2 separate regions of the Mus musculus genome follow, and region 2 is linked to region 1. A link is a contact called in public Hi-C data. All regions are on one chromosome and are shown on one strand. Each heading gives the region's core, a stretch centred on a gene start, on an enhancer-like site or on the middle of the called end of the contact. The rest is flanking DNA. Distances are from core to core; before and after follow the strand shown.

Region 1 (2,700 bases), core at 197-2,696:
TTAAAATCTACCCTAAAGACAGGGACTTCTGGCTTCCCGATCCTTCTGAGTTCAAATCTAGATTACAAATATCATCTGGCTGGGAATTTAGCCCCAGCCATGGCCTAGTCAAAAGAGCCCAGGATAGGAGCAATGTTTTAGGTTACCCCCCAAATCTCTGTAAGCCCAGATGATAGCCATGATAAAATGCCTTGAGAAGCCCAGGCCTGTCGAACACCCTCCTCCACAAGGACACAGACCCATTTTAGGCAAAAGTGTGGAACTCTCCAGCCACCGAACTCCGCTGAGCAGGTGCACGGTCCTCCAGCAGCACCCTGCTTGCTGCTGCAGAAGTAACCCAGTGACCAAATAGGGAGCCAATAAATAGGAGTCATTACAGGATAACGAAATGTTTGTGCTTAAAGTGGGGAGGAATTCTAGTGCAGGTTGTAACATGGAGAAGATGCTGTATTCCAGGAAATAAGCAATATACAAATGATAAATGCTGCCAGTGACTATCACAGGGTATGGTGGTGTGCGGGCCGCTAATCCCAGAGCTCTGAAGGCTGAGGCAGGGGGATTACTGCAAAGTTGGGGTCAGCATGGACTTCATAGTGAGCACACACACTTAAGACAGTGTCTCAAGAGATCAGAATGTGAGGATGTAAATAAATACCATGTGGCATCATGTGTGTGATGTCCCGAAAGTTCTTTATATCAAAGTAGGATGGCAGGTTTCCGGGGCTGAGCGGGAGACCAGCGGTTTGTGTCGAATGGAGTTGGGCTTAGCCTGGGAAGATTTCTGAGTAGTGATAGCTCCTCAGAAATCATCATTATGAGTGAGTGTGGTCGGTGCATTGAACTGTGTACTTAAAAATGGGTAGCATGGGAAATACCATTGTGTGTGTGTGTGTGTGTGTGTGTGTCTGTTATATTCTATCACAATAAAATAGAAATAACATTTTAACCTCACACTAACTAATAACACAAACACAAGAAAACCTGCATTTGTCACCTGCTCCTGAGCCTCCAAGTAGCCCCTACTAACTAGTACCTTAGCTAAACAAAAGCAATTCAGGGTATCTGAGAGAAAGTGGTGTTAGTAAGACTAGTTGGGGGGCAGGTGTTGCATATATAAGCAAGGCTACTTACAAAACCACCAACTGTTGGCTGTGTGATCTTAGGCCAGTCACTCTACTTCTTTGGGGTCCAGTCTCCCTTACTCTTGAATCAGACCATTTCAGACTTTTGCCCCCTGAGCTTGTACACCCTGAGACTTTGGAATTCCATTTTTAAAATCTGAGGTTAGTGGTTAGTGTGATTTCCTTACTGCAGAGGACAGTACTGCATCCTCTGTGTCGTGGCATCTCTCTGGCTTGCCCCTGCATGTGCTCACACATGTGGAAAGAAGAGGTTCTGTTGAGCCTTTTCCTAATAGAGAACACATTGTCCACTTGCCTTTGAAGTCTTTCATCTGCGGCAAGACCACAAGGGGGCGATGCTCGCCGGAATCTTCCAGCATGACGCTGAGCACCTCCTTCAAGGAGGGGGCTTTGTTCTTTCCTCGGAGTTTGGTAGGGTCTTGTCCCTGGAGGCTCCAGGGGGGTGGGGGAGCTCCCACGTTTTTTTCAAGGGTTGAGCACTCACGGGGGGGGGGGGGTAGGGGGGCACGGGCGGCTGGAGAACCGAGACAATTCAAAACCAGAATATTTGCAATCACCCAACAGACTTCACAAAACAATGAAACAATGATTTCAAGTCAGGTACTTGACTATGCTGGAAGGAAGAATTAAGCAGGGCCAGCAGACCAGCTTACAGTCTTGCCTCTCAAAGGCAGGCTCAGAGCTGCGGCATTTTTAGACCTAGAAGCAGGGATGGCTCACTCACTACTGGGGCTTGATGTCACCTCAGTGTGACCTTCTGAAATGCTGGGTAACTTGAAAACTGCAATGTTAACAAGAAAAGGAAGAAACATTGATGTTTTTTGCTCAAACACGTTATTCCTCTACCTTGGTGGACACTGGGGGGTTATGTCCTGTGTCCTGATACAGTGTCTTCATTTGATGACACAGCCACTTTTGTGGTTGGGAATACCCTCCACGTCCTGCAGGAGATGTTATTTCTTCCTTCAAGGCTGACACCTGCTGCCATTCTGGTATCTGCTGCTTGCCAGACCCCATCAGCCTGACTCTGTGACTGACAGCCCTAAAAATGCTATCCATGGCCTTGGTGACATTGGGGGAACCGAGTTTCTGCTAGCTCTGGTGCTCTTCCCCAAAGCATGCACTGGACTTTTATTTCATTGATTTTCAAGAGCTTTTTTACATGCTCGTTTTAACAGTCTCTCTCCTTCCTTGTCCCATAGATGCCCCACACACTAGTGATGGTACATTCCCCAAAGGTACATAATCCTTTTGCCTGTGATCAGCTGTGCCCAGTGCTGTCAATCATCAAACAGGGCTAAAAATAAAGACTGGACACGACTGAGCTCAAAGACAAATGTGTTGTGTCCATATTTCAGCCCCAACTTATGATATGCATTTATAAACGTCTGAATGTGAGTTCCTCACTAAGTGAACACTCACTGAAAGCCTCGTGTGGGCAAGACAGAGTTTACTAAGCCTCAGGGTGCTGCAAGAAGAGACTCAAAAGCTACTCTGACCTTGGTAAATACGTCTATGGGACACAGACCCATGCACCAATCAGTGTGGAAGATACAGG
Region 2 (3,009 bases), core at 327-2,826, 160 kb before region 1:
ACAGCCAGGGCTACACAGAGAAACTCTGTCTGGAAAACAGAACAAAAAAAAACAAAAACAACAACTAAAAAAGAGTGTCTACTAGCGTTTCAATAAGAAACAGCATATTGCTTCGCATCAAGGAAAAACAAAGTTTACTTATTCAAACAGGAAGACCTGCAAAGAAAAGGTGCTGGCTTGGACTAGTCCAACAGCCCCACCCTCAGCCCCACCCCCAACCTCCACCCACCCTGATGTGATATCTGTGCTGGTGGTGATTCTCAGGATTCCATTCCTCCGGAATATTCCTTGCAGTTTCTCACTAGGATGCCTGGTACGGTCCTTACCCTCAAGACAGTTCCAGCCTAAGAGGATACAATCAGGTTCCTGCCAGGCTGGTACATCGATGTCTACAGGGACCAAAGCCCCCCAGGCCATACATAGCATCCTACTTGGCACAGAAGGACTGGAGGTCCCCTGACCAAGCCACCGTCCTTTACAGACACACTGTGTGAGAGGCTGGATCTGGGAGGGTGTTCACAACACAAGGGAGAGCACCACTGGGCTCTGTACCCCAGCCTGCATCTCCTTGCTCCTTATGCGTCCTCAGTCCTCTGGACCCTCTGCTTGGGAGGTCTCCTTCCCCCAAAGGGATATTGTGGCCCAGCTTGGCAGGGAGCTGGAAAGCCAATGCTGAAGAGAACTGACCCTACCTTGAACTTTGCTGGCAAGGAAGTATAGTCCATAAGGGAGTCTGGGCTTCCTCACTCTCTTGGGCGGTAAATCAACCTGGGAACTGGACAGGGCGGGCCTGCCAGGGCTCTGGCAGAGGAGGTCTGCTTAGAGGAGCAGGAGGGATGTGAGCAGAATATGTGCATGTGTGTGTGGGGTGTGTGTGTGTGTGTGTGTGTGTGTACAGGTATATATGTGTATCTGTGGGTGGTAAATCATGTGTGTGTGCCTATCTATGACACAGAAGTATGTATATGTATGTGTATGTGTATGTGTATATGTATATGATGTTGTATATGTATATGATGTTGTATATGTATATGATGTATATGTATATGTATATGTATATGTATATGTATATGTATATGTATATGTATATGTATATGTATATGTATATGTATATGTATATGTATATGTATATGTATATGTGGGTGGTGTATCTTGTGTTTTCGAGTGTGTGTGTGTGTGTGTGTGTGTGTGTCCACAGGATACACATATGTATCTGTATCCATGGATATTGCATCTTGTGTTCTCTTGCAGAAACTGATTTGTTTGCTTTAAGATTCTTGCAGCTTGGGATGGGGGGTGGAGGTAGGGTGAATAACCTGAAAAAGACAAGATTTTCCCATACCTTCCCTGAGAGAGGGACTCCCTGAGAGAGGGCCTCGCCGAGTCCTCCACCCACACAAAAACTATGGACACCTCCTTCCTGCCCAAAGTGTCCTCTGTCCTGAAGAGGTGAATCACTGACACTCAGCCCTCTAATGCAAACTGACCCCTCCCTGAGGACACCCCCATCAGGAGACCTTGCCAAGGGACTGAGAGGTCTGCTAGAAAATTAACACTGAGGTATGGCGCCCCCTTGTGGTCCCTGCCATGGATCCCGTGGATTATGGGGTCAGGGCCGCAGGATGACACAGCTCCACAGACAGCAAGCTTCCCACCATGGGTCAAGAGTTTAATCAGCAAAGTGTGATGAAAAGTCAGCTCTGGATTGTCCAAAAGGTCCTGAGTGATCTAAGCAGGCCGCATGGCTAGTGTGTCTGGAAGCCAGGGGCCACAAAAGGTCCTAATAGGACAAGAAAGATCTGCCCCCTCCCCCGACCCCTCCCCCGACTTCAGTATTTCAGGGGTTTGCTAGGAGAGGACAAGGGACCACGGGCTCAGACTTGTCAGAACTCTACCCCACCATTTCCTCTGACCTTCAGAGGTGGCCTCACTGCCCAGGGTTGCTTTGTATCTTCACTCTCAAATTCACCCCAATTTTGCCTGCACGTGTCAAAAACACAGGATGCATCACCCACTTGTGTATGTGCAGGAGTCATCTTCAGGTGTCTCCCTGGGGGCGGAGGGGGTGTCACTGGAAGCTAGGCTGGCTGGCCAGTGAACACGGGATCTCTGCTTCTCTCTGCCTCCGGTTCTAAGGTTACAAATGCCTTTGCATTATCTCTAAGATGGAACTCCCATGCATTCTTCATGCTTGTAAGGCAAGCACTTTACCAGTTAAACCATCTACCAAGCCCTTTATGTATTTTTTAAGGCCTGCCCTGGGTACCTGAGCTGCTCTGGAGTCCACAGGGCCAAGCCTTGGCTCAGACTCCAAGGATGAGACACCCACCCACCCCCGCCCCCATGAGGACCTGGAGGGGCTAACAGGTCCCAGGGCCACATCCACTGCTCTGGAGTTTCACTCTGAGGACAATCTTGTGAGATTCTTACAGGAGGAGGAGTCTGTGGGACAGCATGCCTTCTGACCTCAGATCTGAGCCACAGGCCAGTGGTGAGACCCTCCCTCTGTCTAAAGGTCCCCATGCCCGCATGCAATGTGGGCTGTGGCAACTCGCTCAGCAATGCAGATGCAGCCAGATGTTTGGGATGTGATGGAATGTTAGTGTAGGCAGGGGCGGGGCGGGGGAGGGTTCTAGGACTTCCAGCCAGATTTCTGACATCCTTGTGAAAAGCAGCTATGGAGATGTAGGCCAAATCTCCTCCTTGGAGACCAGGGATGGGGGATTTGTGAGGGAGGGCACCAGAGACCAGATGTGATGGAGCAAATGCAGACAATGCACTGGACTCTTGGTGCAGAGGAAGGCCGAGGGGAGTCAGCCTGCTAACCTAGGATGCTCACTGTGCAGAGAAGAAGGGGTGTCTGTGGGGAGGAAGTGGGTGTAAAGAAATGTAACATGACTTTTAAAAAATCTGTCAGTTTGGGAGCATACAGCAGCTGCATGCCAAGGATGGAGGACAAGCAGGGCTGGTCTCTCCTTCGTCCTCCTGGTCTCTGTCAGCTGTGCTCTG

The links. Hi-C and Micro-C count contacts between places; a contact is called where the count stands out from the background.
Region 2: a contact with region 1 is called in a Hi-C map of uterus, with 3 times the contacts expected there. The contact joins two enhancer-like sites. A contact is called at or near these places in 4 of 484 Hi-C or Micro-C datasets (liver, nephron progenitors and uterus).

The regions. Positions count from the first base shown.
Region 1 is chr1:91,754,042-91,756,741 of GRCm38.p6, reverse strand. No RefSeq gene overlaps it. Among named protein-coding and RNA genes, the nearest start is that of Twist2, 46 kb to the left of the region's middle. Within about 2 kb of position 1,446, at least 19 of the 459 cell types and tissues checked have an H3K27ac peak or open chromatin away from gene starts, as enhancers often do. A contact at or near this core is called in uterus, where this site is marked.
Region 2 is chr1:91,912,583-91,915,591 of GRCm38.p6, reverse strand. No RefSeq gene overlaps it. Among named protein-coding and RNA genes, the nearest start is that of Gm46242, 34 kb to the right of the region's middle. Within about 2 kb of position 1,576, at least 19 of the 459 cell types and tissues checked have an H3K27ac peak or open chromatin away from gene starts, as enhancers often do. A contact at or near this core is called in uterus, where this site is marked.